2 separate regions of the Mus musculus genome follow, and region 1 is linked to region 2. The links are chromatin contacts, called in public promoter capture Hi-C maps. All regions are on one chromosome and are shown on one strand. Each heading gives the region's core, a stretch centred on a gene start, on an enhancer-like site or on the middle of the called end of the contact. The rest is flanking DNA. Distances are from core to core; before and after follow the strand shown. Region 1 holds the start of Zfp235 (zinc finger protein 235). Region 2 holds the start of Zfp109 (zinc finger protein 109).

What was found. Promoter capture Hi-C pulls out the DNA fragments that hold promoters and counts their contacts.
Region 1: a contact with region 2 is called in a promoter capture Hi-C map of liver. The contact joins the promoter of Zfp235 here to the promoter of Zfp109 in region 2. A contact is called at or near these places in 7 of 39 promoter capture datasets (cranial neural crest, embryonic stem cells, frontonasal cranial neural crest and 3 more), 11 of 484 Hi-C or Micro-C datasets (the G1E-ER4 cell line, LSK cells, cerebral cortex and 6 more), 6 of 115 datasets of contacts at active chromatin or transcription factors (embryonic stem cells, neural progenitor cells and stem cell-derived neural progenitor cells) and 2 of 9 other capture datasets (adipose tissue and liver).

The regions. Positions count from the first base shown.
Region 1 is chr7:24,129,055-24,136,243 of GRCm38.p6, reverse strand. It overlaps Zfp235 (zinc finger protein 235), which reads right to left and starts at 3,872. Exons shown (of 5, transcript NM_019941.3): 1 at 3,021-3,872; 2 at 1,757-2,095; 3 at 929-986. The coding sequence starts at 943.
Region 2 is chr7:24,232,869-24,240,477 of GRCm38.p6, reverse strand. It overlaps Zfp109 (zinc finger protein 109), which reads left to right and starts at 2,880. Exons shown (of 4, transcript NM_020262.3): 1 at 2,880-3,395; 2 at 3,803-3,860; 3 at 6,001-6,127. The coding sequence starts at 3,846.

The DNA.
Region 1 (7,189 bases), core at 2,623-5,122, 110 kb after region 2:
AATTTCAAATGCAGGAAATGAGGGTGACCAGTGATCTGTGTGCACACGTATGCATACATGTCAGTGTACCTATGTACATGAGGGTGCACATGCATTTAGAAACTAGAAGACAGCCTTTGGTGCAGGCCATCATTTTTTTTTTGGGGGGGGGGGCGGAAATAGGGCCTTTCACTGGCCTGGAACTTGCCAAATAGGCTAGGATGGCTGCCAGTGAGTACCAGGAATCTTCTTGCCTCCAGAGTCCCAGAAACAGGAGACCTGCTTTGGCAAGATGGAAAAAAAAAGCTGGACTCCCAAAATGTATCCTGTGAGATCTACATGCACTCCTTGGCATGCTTACAACCAACCCCCTCACACAATAATGGTAATACAAAATTTTAAAGTAAAAATATAATTCATAACCCACATGAGTATGGAGACCTCATACTGAATTGTACAATAAAATTAGGCAAATAGTGGAAAATGTCATTTTTTTAAATGTAAATGAACTAAAGGGATTTTAAAATGTATGTGTACACCATCTGTTTGTGTGTAGATGTGTGTGTGTGCAGGTGCCCTGGGAGGCTAGAAGAGAGCGTTGAACATCCTCTAATTACATATAATTGGAGTTACAGGCAGTTGTAAGCTATCAGGTGTGAGTGCTGGGAACCAAACTGAGCTAGTGCTCTTAACTACTGAGCCATCACTCCAGCCCACTTTTTCAAATTCTTTTTACTCATCCTTGTACACTTTCCCAAGTGCAGTGCACTTTGAGCACATGTCCCACTGTCCTCTCTTATCCCTCCTCCTTCCAGACCTTTCTTCTCAGCAACTTCCCCTCTTCCTTCATGCAGTTCAGAGAGGCTCTGTGTAGAGCACTTGCCCAGCATGCAGGGATCATGTTTCCAATCCCTAGCACTGTGGGGATGGGGGAAGCAACCCAACTTACCTGTAACTTGGTCATTGTTCTCTTCTCTTTGAGACAAGGCAGGGCTCTGGGAAGCAAGCTGGGGAAGAGGGGCTTCGTGAGAACACTGCTAGGACAGTTGGTCCACATGGCTTCCTCAGCTTCTCCATCAGCCCCAAGGGCTGTGCAGGTTGACCAGGCTTTTCTACCTGCTTCCTGCTAATCAGTAGTGTAAGGCTCCAGGTTACCAGGTCATGCGTGCCTCACTTCACTCACAGCAAAGGGTTAGACAAGCCCACAATTCTCTATTTCTGGCAGCTTCAGGGATGCCGTGTACTCGCACCTTCACAATGCTGCCTGTAGTGATGGGCTTTCCATAAAAACAAATGTTTAAGAAGTCTCGAGCTCTCTGATGAACGCTGTGTCATAACTGACCACCACTATCTAAGGGTCTGTTAATGTGACAGCTATCTTACATATAACTATTTCCTTACACAGTAGTGAAATCCCCACCCCCATATTCTCTCCTTCTAAAAATTTTAAATTCTAGTAAACGTTGCTCATCTGCAAGAGCCCCCACCAAGTTTCTTTTCCCACATACATGAAGATAATCACCAATAAAAAGCTAAACCCTCTCTAAGGAAAGGGGAGTTTGGCCTTGCGATATGGCTCAAAGGGTATGAGCGACTGCTGCTGAGGCTGACCACCTGAGTTCAAGACTCTGAAGCCCACGTGGTGGAAGGAGTGACCCTACTCCCACAGGTAGTTTTCTGACCTATTCCTTTTATCAGCTATGGAACGTCCCACTCTTTAAGTAAATAAACAATGAAATATATGCAAAAAGAGCACATCAAAACCAGAGTTGCATACCACTTAAGGCTTTAGGACACTGCTATCTGCCATCACCGTTCCTCTGACAGACTCCCGTGGGAAGCTAGACTCTCTCCAGGGCTCCACAAGCAGCTGAGACGGGTCCAGGAATCCTGGGCAGCGCCGTCTCAAGCAGAGCCCAGCTAGAGAGGACCGGCCGACGCCAGCGGTGCCCCTCTTCTCCCCGGAGATGCAGACTCGGTCCCCGAGAAGACACACCGAAACACCAGCACACAGAAGGGTCGCGGAACGCTGCAGGATGTCACCTCATCAGAAGTACTGCCAGGGAGCCTGGCCTTGCGGCAGCGGAAGTCACCTCAGCCGTCACTGGCGCTGGAACTACAATTCCCAGAATGCGTCAGCGGAAGCGCCTAGCTCTGTGCTTTTTCCGGGACTACATTCCCCAGACTACTAAAGCCTCCATATGTTCCAAGCTCTTTTAACTGGCATGTGAGCCTTAGAAATCGCTTTTTGGGAGCTCGCTCACCGGGGGTGCTTTTCGGTTTCTTTATTTTTGAAATGCCATGTAAGACATCTATGGATACTTTTTTATTTCTGTTCTGTTTTGTTTTGTTTTGTTTTTTCCCCGAGGCAGTTTCTCTGCGTAGCCCTGGATCTCCTGGAATTCTGTTTGTAGATCAGGCTGGCCTCAAACTGAGAGATCCCTTTGTCTCTCGCTCCCGGGTGCTGGGATAAGAGGTAAGCACCACCATGCCCAGCTGTGGGTCCTTTTTAAGAACACTGAAGTCTCATTTTATATTATATTATAAAAGCTAAAACTTCAACTGCTCAGCTATAGGAGCCTGATTCAGCAGCAGAGGCAGAGTCCCTGAATAGAATCCTCCAGTCACAGGCTGTGGGAGTGATGGTAGAGCACAGGGTGTCTGGGTCACTATTCTACTGCTATGAAGAGACACCATGATCAAAGCTTGTTTCAGAGGCTTAGTCCATTAACATGGCAGAAAGCATGGCTCCCTGCTATTTCCAATCATTCAAATACATAGATGTATGGGGGCCACTGTTAGTCAAACCATCACACTCTGCTACCTGTCTCGATAAGCCTTTGCCCATATCATAATGCCAAATGCGTTCAGCCCAACTTCAAAAGTCCCCACCATCTATTGCAATCCCAATATTTTTTAAAAATCTAAATGTCAAACTTTTATGATACTCATGACAATCTCTTCATTGTAATTCCCTGTAAAATCAAAATCAAAAAGCAGACCACATAATCCAATGTGTTATGGCATAAAATATACTTTACCATTTCTTAATGGGAAGGCAGTATAGTGAGGAAACACTGGACCATAGCAAGACTAAAAACCAAAGGTGGAGGCCAAACTCTGCATCTCCATGCTGATGTCAAAGCACTCTTCAGATGCTTTACTCTTTCGGCTATGTTGGCTGTAACACACTTGTCTCTCTCAGGCTGGTTTCACCTCAGTCTGCAGCTCTCTGCAGCTGGGATCCCATAGTTCTGGCATCTTCAACATCTTGTGGTCTCCGACATAATCCAGGTTCACAGCTTCACTCAATGCCCTCTCTTGGCCACTATGCAGGAACTCTCCTATACTACAACTGCCTTCAGGGCATTTCCTTCATTACTAAGGGAGGCTCAAGAACCCTTTTCTTGTATCCTTGACTCTAAAGCCAGAACCAAGTGTTTCTTGTATCCTTGACTCTAAAGCCAGAACCAAGTGGCCAAAGCTGGCATGTTCTGCTGCTCGATGGTCTGGACCTTGGCCCCATCCGATTCTATGTCCACTATCTTTCTGGAACTGATGGCCTTCCTCGTGCTGAAGCTGGAACTGATGGCCTCCCTCATGCTGAAGCTGTACTGATGGCCTCCCTCATGCTGAAGCTGGAACTGATGGCCTCCCTCATGCTGAAGCTGGAACTGATGGCCTCCCTCATGCTGAAGCTTTTCCTCTTCCTTCTCACAGGCTGGAGGCTTCGCTGGGTGGGGTGTTGCCCTGAGGTCAGCACTCCCTTTATAGCATTCAGAATCAGGCTTTTCCTTAAGCCTTCACGGTGCTTCTTTTCTCCTCACACTCCACACTGCATAGTTCTTTCTGTCTGGCTTGCTCCTCCTCATGCTGGATCTCCATGAGAGCGACTGCTAATAACCACAAGACACAGTCAACACAAGGCTGTCTGGAAATCTCCCCTGCTTATGCCAGTAATACAAAACTCATCAACTTAGCTTCAGGCAGATTTTTAGGATGAGGACAAAAATCACCCACTTTTTTTCCTCAGTATATGACTAGAATGGTTTAGGCCATGTACTGTTTGCCTCTGAAACTTCTTGAGCTGCCCCCCACCCCCAGCTCAAATTGCCCTTGTCTTGCATTCTCCTCCTAGGATGACCCACTAAGCTCTACTAATCAAAAAGCACTTAATAATTTTGTAGTGGAAAGTCCTAAAGTCTTCCATATTCCTTCAACAAACAGCATGGTCAGGCTTGTCACAGCAATACTCCAGTCCCTGGTACCAACTCCTGTCTTGGTCACTGTTCTATTGCTTTGAAGAGATACCACAAGTCCAAGCAACTCTTACCAAAGGAAGCATTTAACTGGGGGCTGGCTTACACTTTCAGAGGTTTAGTCCTTTATCAGAGCAGGAACATGGCAGCAGGCAGGCATGATGCTGAAGAAGTAGCTGAGACTTAGATCCTGATCCATATGCAGAGAGGCAGAGAAAGAGAAATGGACTCACATGTGCTTTTAAAATCTTGATGCTCATACCCAGTGATAGACTTTTTCCAAGAAGGCCACGCCTGCTCACCTTTTAAATCCTTTCAAGGAGTTCCACTCCCTGAAGACTAAGCATTCAAATATATGAGCTATGGGGGCATTCTCAGTCAAACCACAACCTGCCTAGAATCCCCCAGTGAAGGGCTGGGAGCCTGGCTCAGTGGTAGTACTGACACCTGACGTATGTGACTCCTGTATTTGTGCCATAATTACTCTTCTTCTTCCAAACATGCACACACACACACACACACACACACACACACACACACACACACACACTAATTGGAAGCAAAGGGTAAGTAAAACTGGAAAAGCTGTTTTCTTGAGTGCACCAGAAGCTAGGTTTGAGAAACACTGGATTTAACTCATAGCCAATGCTGTGTCCTTGGATATTCACCACCCATACAACCTACAGATACAACAAAAAAAGAAAACCATTTATTGATTCTCACAATAAAAGCAAAGTGCCATATTGAAGCCGGCAAGAAGACTCCATACCAGCTAGCCTGACCTCTTAGTGTGGCAGAAACAAGAGACCCTGCCCGTGGCCTGCAAATGCCTTGGCAGGTACAGGCCCGGGGACCTGAGTTCAATCCTTGAAACACACACAGTGGAAGGAGAGAGCTGACTTTCTGTAATTTACATCTGCCTCTACCACAGGTGCTGCAGCACACTGGTGTACACACACACACACTCACACACACACACACACACACACACACACACAGAGGCATGCAAACACAAATTAATAAATAAATACATAAATAAAGTAAATGACATATTACAGGAAGACGGCTTACTTTGTCTCAGCGAGTTGACAATCCACTTCTGAGCCAACCATGCTGCAGCCACATGTCAGCTTCTTGCTTGGAGGACAGTTCAACTCAGTGCTACTCTCTTGTTCCATCTCCCTCCCTAAAACATAACAAAACCATGTCCATTTACCATGGAGTCTCAGGATCTGCTCTAGCTTGTAGCTCAGGTTATTGACCTAAGTCTAGAATACTGTGTCAGAGACAAGAGTATGGACTGTGTTTACTCCACTGTTATACACCCATTCAATCCTTCTTAAACAGGTTCAGTGTGTGTGTGTGTGTCTGTCTGTCTGTCTATCTGTCTGTGTCTGTGGGTACAGGTGCCCTTGTGGGCTACAAGTGGATGCCAGATCCCCTTGGGCTAAAGTTACCTGTGATTTGTCAACTTGCAGGGAAGAGGGAGCCTCAGCTGAGGAGATGCCTCCATGAGACTGGGCTGTATGCAAGTTTATGAAGCATTTTCATTATTAGTGGTTGATGTGGGAGGGGCCCAACTCACTGTAAACGGTGCCAGCCCTGGGCAAATGGTCCGCAGGTATATAAAAAGGCAAGCTGAGCAGTCAGGACTGGCTTTTGATCCCAGCACTCGGGAGGCAGAGGATGGAGGAATCTGTGAATTTGAGCCCAGACTGGTTTACACAGTGAATTCCAGGACAGCCAGAGCTCTATCTCAACAAACAAACAAACAAACAAACAAACAAACAAACACCTAGCAATCCATGGACAGCAGCAAGCCTGTTGGCAGTGTTCCCCCATGGTTCCTACTCAGGCTTCCTTCAGAGATTGACTATGATTGGCAGGTCCAGCCCAAGATGGTTTTGTTCAGTGATTATCACAGTAACAGAAACCAAACCAGAACTGGAAGTTCTCTCCTCCATTTGGAAATGTGTCCAATAAACATCAAATTTAATGAGTCCAGTCATCCCTGATCTCAAGTTTTCCTCAGTAGCAAGGAGCCTGTGAGTTGTTTGTGTGGGGGTTTCTAAGGACAGGTGACATGTAACTCTCCATAGAAACATGTATGAGTGTATATATACATATATATAATACAGCTTGCTGGCATCACACAAAGTCAGCAAAATAACCTCTGAAAGTATAATGAAATTACAAAGATACAAAATTCACACATGGCTTGCAGTGAGCTAGCCCACCACAAAAGTTGTGGCATGGTCAGTGACAGCTGTGCATCTGAAATTAAAATTTTAAATTAAAACTCAGGTAGACCAGGCTAGCCTCAAACTTGCTCTGTGGTTGAGAAAAGCTCCGAACTCCTAAACCTTCTTGTTCCACCTTCCAAGTGCTGGGATCGAAGGCATGCACCTACATTCCTGGACTAGTTGGGTTATTCCTATTGACCTATAGTGAAGTTCTCTGATAATATTTTTCAGCTATGTTAAGCATAATTTTTGTAGTTGTTGAGACAGAGTCTCACTTTGAAGCCCAAGCTGGCCTGGAATTCATGATCTTCTTGCCTAAACCTCCAAATTGTATGTATACCACCATGTCAGACTTAGATTTTTTTTTTAACTGAGGTGGGGTTTCTCTGTATGGCCCTGGCTGTCCTAGAACTCACTCTGTAGACCAGGCTGGCCTGGAATTCATAGAGATCCACCTCCCTCTGCCTCCTGAGTGCTGGGACTAAAGACTTATACCACAACTGCCCAGTCTTTTCCTAGAACCTTGAATACAATGATTAGTCATGGCTAATCTCATACAGCAAGTTTGAGGCAAGCTTGGACTACACAATTCCCTGATAATGCCAGAACACAGTCTTTCCTAATTGTCATTGTAGTTATTTGCCTGCTGTCTCCTAGCAATAGATCGTCCTCACTTCTCAAGCAAAGGCTACATAGCTTGGAGACAGC
Region 2 (7,609 bases), core at 1,631-4,130:
CTTTGTATAAAGGAGGGTTACTGATTTTTTTTTTTTTTTAGTTAATTTTGTATCCAGTCACTTTGCTGAAGGTGTTTATCAGCTGTAGGAGTTCTCTGGGAGAATAGTTGGGGTTGCTTATGTATCATGTCATTTGGAAATAGTGGTGCTTTGACTTCTTCCTTTCCAATTTGTATTCTCTTGATCTCTTGTCTTATGGCTTGGTCTAGAATTTCAAGTACTATATTGAATAGATAGTGAGAATAAAAGGGCAACCTTGTCGTGTTTCTTATTTTACTTGAAATGCTTTAAGTTTCGCTCCATTTTTCATTTGATGCTGGCTACTTGCTTGCTGTATATTGGTTGAAGAATAGATAAGGAAATTTTGGAATACTGTTCAGGTATTAAAAACAAAGGCATTATGAATTCTGTAGCCAAATGGATGGAACTTGAGTGAGGTAACCCAGAGCCAGAAAGACACATGTGCCATGTACTAACTTATAAGTGGACATTAACCAAGTGCAGGATAACCATGTTATAATCTACAGACCCAAAGACACTGGGTAATAAAGAGGTTCCACGGGAGGGTGTGTGACTCTCTCTCAGAAGGGGAAACTAAATAGTCATCAGAGGTGGATGGAGAGAGGGAACTGGGTAGGAGAGGGGGTGAAGAGGGGAACAGGGATAGTGACCAGGTATGGGGAGAAGATGGGGATGGGAAAGGTCTAGGAGTGAGAATGGAAATTGGTGGGTGGCATTTCTGGTGACTAGCTGGAAGCCTGGGATGGCAAAAATATGGGGAGTCTATAGGGGTGACCCTAGCTGAGATTTCTACCAGAACGGGATAGAACCAGGCTGAAGTGGCCACCTCCTGTACTGGGAGGTAGGACTTCCATAGGAGAGAGGCAGACATCAGTCCACCCACAAAGCCTTCAATCCAAAATCTGTCTTGCCTACGAGACGTACTTGGATAAAGACGGAGTAGAGTCTGGGGGAACAGGCAACCAATGACTGACCCAACTTGAGACCCATCCCATGGGAGAGAGCCAACCCCTGACACTATTAATGATACTCCGCTATGCTTGCAGACAGGAACTTAGCATAACTGTCTCCTCAGAGGCTTCATCCGGCATCAGATGGAGGCAGATGCGCACACTCATAGCCAAACATCAGGCAATGTTCAGGGAGTCTTATGGAAGAGTTAGAGATAGATGTTAGCAAGCCCCGGGGGTCAGCGACACCACAAGAAAACCTACAAAGTCAACAAACCTGGGTCCATGGGGACTCACAGAACCTGGATCACCAACCAGGGAGCATGCACGAGCTGGACCTAGACCCCCCCTACACATTTGTAATAAATGTGCACTTTGGTCTTCATGTGGGTCCCCTAATAAGTAGAGAGAGAGCTATCTCTGACTCTGCTGCCTACCATTGGATTACCTTCCCACTACCTGTCTGTCTTGTTGGGCTGCAGTGGGCGAGGATGTGCCTAGTTCTGCTGGCACTAGATATCCCAGGGCAGGGTGATACAAAAGGGGGGCAGTGAGGGAGGAGGGATTTGTAAGGGTAGAATTGTGCTGAGAGGAGGGAGGGGGCTGTGATTGGGATGTAAAGTGAATTAAAAAACCAATAAATTATTGAAAAAGAGACAGAGGGAGAAAGGGTATAGGGGAGGTGGGGTAAGTAGAGAGGGAGGCAGAGAGAAGTGCCTAGGTGGTGTCTCTTCACAGCAATAGAATGTTGACTCAGATACTCTGTGTTTGACCACTAGGTCATTCCTCCAGCCCCTCACTGGGGGATTCTATGTAGGGACTCTGACTTTGCTGTGGAATCGAGTTCTTATAGTTGTGAAGTAAGTTTTAGCTTTTATAATACAGTATAATATGGGACTTCAATGTTTTAAAAAAGTATCCACAGCTGGTCATGGTGGCCTACCCCTTTAATTCCAACACTTGGGAGGCAGAGGCAGGCAGATCTATGAGTTCGAGGATAGCTGGTCTACACAGGGAGTTCCAGGACAGCCAGGGCTACACAGAGAAACTGTTTAGGAAAAAAAAAAAACAAAAACAACAAAGAAAACAAAACAAAAACAAAAAAAGAAAAGAAAAGAAAACAGTATCTATAGTTGTTGTTCATGAGGGTGTTGTTTGCCTCTATGACGGTGCTCCTCCACCTATTCACCCACTCTGCCTTCCCCCTCTGACATCCCCTACTCTGGGGCATCAAGCCTCCCTCTTCTCCCACTGATGTCAGATGGGGCCATCCTCTAATACATATGTATCTAGAGCCATGGGTCCCTCCATGTGTACTCTTTGGTTGGTGGTTTAGTCCCTGGGAGCTCTGGGTGGTCCAGTTAGTTGATATTGTTCTTCTTATGGGGTTGCAAACCCCTTCAGCTACTTCAGTCCTTCCCCTTGCTTTTCCATTGGGGTCCCCGGGGCCAGTTCGACGGCTGGCTGTATTTGCAGGTGTTGGTAGAACCTCTCAGGAAACAGCCAAACCAGGCTCCTATTAGTAAGTACTTCTTATCATCAGAAATATTGTGGGGATTTGGTGTCTGCAGGTGGGATGGATCCCTAGGTGGGGCGGTCTTTCCTTCAGTCTCTGCTCCATTTTTTTGTCCCTGTTTTTCCTTTGGACAGAAAGATTTCACGGTTTAAAATGTTGAGATGTGAGGATGGCTCCATCCCTCAAATGGGTGTAACCTTTCTAAGGAAGGTTTCTGATGGTGTCCTAGATGTGCTCCAAAGCCAGGCACTTTTGCTGACGCATTCTGGGAACTGTAGTTCCGGCGCCTGTGTAGGTCGAGGTCGCTTCCGCTCCGGGAGGCATGGTTACCTCCGGGTGTGCCAGGGAGGGGAGACGTGGAGGGTCCCGCGCCCCTTCAGGTGCCGCCGTGTTCCCTGAGTGTCCCGTGGGGACAGAGTCTGTGGACCGGGAGAAGCAGGCAGTGGTGGTGGCTGCGGCGGCGACCGGTTCTCTCTAGCTGGGCTCTTCCTGAGGTGGCGCTGCCAGGGATTCCTGGACCCATCTCAGCTGCTCCTGGAGCCCCGGGGAGAGTCTAGCTTCCCATGGGAGCCTGGTAGAGGAGCTGTGGTGACAGATGGCCAGTGTCCTAAAGCCTTAAGTGGTACGCAACTCTGGTTTTGATGTGACTTTTTTTTTTGCATTTATTTATTTGTTTATTTACTTAAAGAGTGGGGCGTGCCACAGCTTATAAAAAGTGGGAGTAGAGTCACTCCTCCACCATGTGGGGTCCAGAGACTCGAATTCAGCTGACCAGGCTCCACCACAGTACATGTACTCCTTGAGCCATATCGCAGGGGCAAAAACTCCCTTTTAAAGAAAGGGTTCAGGTTTTTGTTGGTCCTTATTTCATGCACGCGGGAATGGAGACTTTTTGGAGGCTTTTTCAGGTGAGCGACCTTCACTAGAATGTCAACCTTTTAGTGGTAGAGACAGAGGACTGGGAAGGGGGAGGGATTTCACTCCCGTGTATAGAAACAAGTATGTGTAAAATAGCCATCAAATTAACAGGCCCGTCTGAGAGTGACGGTCAGTTTTGACAGCGTTCATTAGAGAGTTCAGAGCTTAAAGAATTGCTTTTCTAGAAAACCCATCACCACAGGCGGCTTTGTGAAGGTAGGAGTACCCAGTATTCCTGAAGCTTCCAGAAACAGAGAATGTGGTGAGTCTGGTAACCCGGGAGCTTAGTAGAAAAGCCTGGTCAGCGCGCACAGCCCTTGGGGCTGATGGAGAAGCTGAGGAAGCCATGTGGAACAACTGTCCTAGCAGTGTTCTCACGAAGCCCTTCCTCCCCCAGCTTGCTTCCCAGAGCCCTGCCTTGTCTCAAAGAGAAGAGAACAATGACCAAGTTACAGGTAAGTCGGGTTGCTTCCCCCATCCCCACAGTGCTAGGGATTGGAAACAGGACCCCTGCATGCTGAGCAAGTGCTCTGCAGCCACCATAGCCTATTTGACAAGGTCCAGGCCACGGAAGGACCCTGTTCCCAAAACAAACAAAAACCCTAGACAGCACCTGAGGAAGGACACCAGAGGTTGGGCTGTAGCCTGTACATACATGTGTACCCTTGTGTACATATGTACACTCACATGCATGCACACATGTATACACACATGCACACAGAAAACTGCTCACCCTCACTTCCTGCATTGGACTTCCTGAGCATTCATATCCTGAACAACCAGGGAGCGTCTGGCTTCCGCACAGCTTCTGTGGTTGACCCAACTCAGATGATGAAGGAATGAAGAAAGGACAGACACACAGACATGTGTACAGACAAGCTGGGATCGAATGAGCTGTGTGCTCTGATGGAGACTCCCCAGCAGCCCTGAAACTCAGCGCATTTATTAGACACCGCTGAGCACCCAGGAGCCATGATTCAGGAAACTGCAGCATGAATACAAATGCACGGGTATTTTACATGGAGTTCAGCCAAGCTCCCCAGCTACACAGTACCCTCAGCTCCAGGGACTAGACGCTTGTTTTGTTAACAACAGTGGTGATTTTCACACGTAATTTGTAGTCACCAGGTATCCCTGATTCTCTGTATTCTGGCCTAAACTGGACACTTTAAAATTTTTTTGGGTACCTTGGTAAGTGATTAAAAATAGTTTTCTTGAAACTTTCACTTAATTGAATTTTTGTTTTAAAGTTATTATGTATATATCAGTGGAACACTATATATATAAATAAAATGCTTCTATATATATTGTGTGTATATGGACAGAACATTTAACATATATAACATTATATACACATATAATGTTATATAAATGTATAATGTAACCTTTATGGAACACTGTGTGGCCATGATTGGCATAATGCAGACAATGATGTTAGTTTTGTTGGACATATATTGGCTGCTTAATGCATATCATATTGTGTCTAAGGTCCCTCGGTGGACTCATTTAATCCCTTCAGGGATATGTGGAATGGAGATACTGTTATACACATGGGCAAACTGAGGCATTGAGAAGTTGCCAAGTTCTAGATTGTATGAAATTGACACAAAACCAGCCGGTACAGCCTGTTAGATGGACAGGGCTCAGGGCTTAATGATTGATTCAGACTTGAGTGCCGTCTGCCAGATACTCCTGGGCACACAAGCGTTTCATAAATTGGAGAACTTTTGGATTTGGGAACATTTGCATAGACTTTGCTAATAAAGGATTCTGAATCTGAAATTCATAATCTTGCTCAGCGCTAAGCATTCTAAGTGATGTCATCACTCATGAAATGGGTTTCAGAGCGCTTTGGATGAAGGTAAACCCACGCTGTACTGCCCAGGAGGAGCCGGGCATTGCCAGCTCCATTACATTGTCTCAGTGTAAGTCAGCACGTTACTCCCCACAGGGCTTGGTGCGCCCTAACTCTGCAATCCATGACTTCCCATTTAGTAGCGATGGACCTAGTGACGAAGCTGCAGTAATGACGCCAAGTTCCTTCCACAGTGTTTTCTCGTTTTTGTCCCACATCCCCTCTTTAGCCATGGAAAGGGTTGAATAGGTGTACTGCCTGGTGATGTGTGTCAACTTGACACCAGCTAGAGTCAGAAGGGAGGGAGGAGCCTCAGTTGAGGAGGAAATGCCTCCATAGGATCCAGGTGCAGGGCATTTTTTTTAATTAGTGAGTGATGTGGGAGGGCCCAGCCCACCGTGGCTGGTGCCATCCTGGGCTGAAGGTCCTGGTTTATACCAGAAAGCAGTCTGAGCAAGCCTTAATGAGCAATCCAGTAAGCAGCACCCCTTCATGGCCTCTGCATCACCTGCCTCTAGGTTCCTGCCCTCCTTGAGTTCCCATCCTGACTTTCTGCAATAGTGAACAGGAATATGGACGTGTAAGCCTAGCAAACTTCCCTGCCCAACTTGCCTTTTGGTCATGGTGATTTGTCCCAGCAATAGAAGCCATAACTAAGACAACAGGCTCTGTGTAAGCAGTTGCTCAGGTCCTAGTGGCATTGGGAATGGATCTGAGGTGGCATGTGCTTGCCGTCACAGGAGGCAGTGACCTTCAGGGACGTGGCCGTGGTCTTCAGCGAGGAGGAGCTGGGGCTGCTGGACGCTGCTCAGAGGAAGCTGTACCACGATGTGATGCTGGAGAACTTCAGGAACCTCCTGGCAGTGGGTGAGGACGGGGCCTTGTGTCCTTGGTGATGTCAGAGTTCACACCCGTGTGTCTGTTGCACGCCACTGCTTCCCTTTTAGGTTACTTATTTTGTATTTTATGTACACGTGAGTGTTTTGTCTGCGTGTGTGTCTGTGCCACATTCACTCATGATGCCCACAGAGGCCAGAAGAGGGCATTAGATCCCCTGGACCTGGACTTACAGATGGTTGTGAGCCACCATGTGCATGCAGCAAACCTACTCTGGGTCCTCTGGAAGAGCAGCCAGTGCTCTGAATTGCGGAACCATCTCTCCAGCTTCCACTTTATTGTTTTTTAATTTATTTATTTTTATTCTTTAATTCTTTTTTATAGTCAAGACGTCATACCCCTCCTGGTCTGCCCCTGACCACTCCACATCCCATACCTTCCCCGACCTCTGTCTCCAAGAGGATGTCCCCACCTCACCAGGTCTCTCCACTTTCTGGGGCTTCAATCTCTCGAAGGTTAGGTGCAACTTCTTTCACTGAGGCCAGACCAGGCAGTCCTCTGCTTATATGTGTCAGGGGCCTCGTATCAGCTGCTGTATGCTGCCTGGTTAGTGACTCAGTGTATGAGCGATCTTGGGGGTCCAGGTCAGTTAAGACTGCTGGTCTTCCCATGGGTGCTTTAAATTAAAAATTTGAAACATTTCTTTGTGAGTGTGAGTGGAGTGTGTTTGTGTGTGCATGTGTGCGTGTGTGTATGTGTATGTGTATGCTAATCAATGCCATGACCATAGGAACTCCGGAAAAGAAGCAGTTAATTGGGGTTTGTTTACTGTTTCTGTGGTGTAGTCCACTGTCATCGTGGTAGGGAGCAGAGCGGCATCCAGGCCAACATGGTAGCAGAAAGTTGTCCATTCAGATCTTCAGGCAGCAGGATGAGAGAGACAGTCAGCCTGGGTTGAGTATTTGAATCTCCAGAGCCCACCCACTCTGACACATTTCCTCCTCCTCCTGATCCCTGCCAAGCTTCTCCAATCCCTGTGGACCAAACATTCAAACACATGAGTGTATGCAGGCCATACCTATCCACACCACCACATTCCGCTCCCTGGCCCCCATAGGCTTGTAGCCATAGCAGAATGCAAAATGTGTTCAGTCCAACCACAAAAGTCCCCAGAGTCTATCACAGTCTCAACCCTGTTTAAAAGTCCAGAGTTTAAAGTGTCTTCTGGACTCATGGAATCTCTTAACTGTAACCTTCTGTACAATCAAAACTAAGATCAAAAAGCAGATTGCAGAATCCATCATACAGGGAGGAAAGGCAGCCCGGCGAGCAAAGACTGAACCTAAGCAAGAACAGAAACCAGGAGAGCAAACCCCAAACTCTGCATCCCTGTGATGTCACAGCGCCCTGCAGCTCCCCAACTCCTTCCAGCTCTGTTGACTGCAACACACTTCTTTCCCTTGGGCTGGTTCCCCTCCCTGTTAGCGGCTTTCCTTGGAGGTATTCCATTCC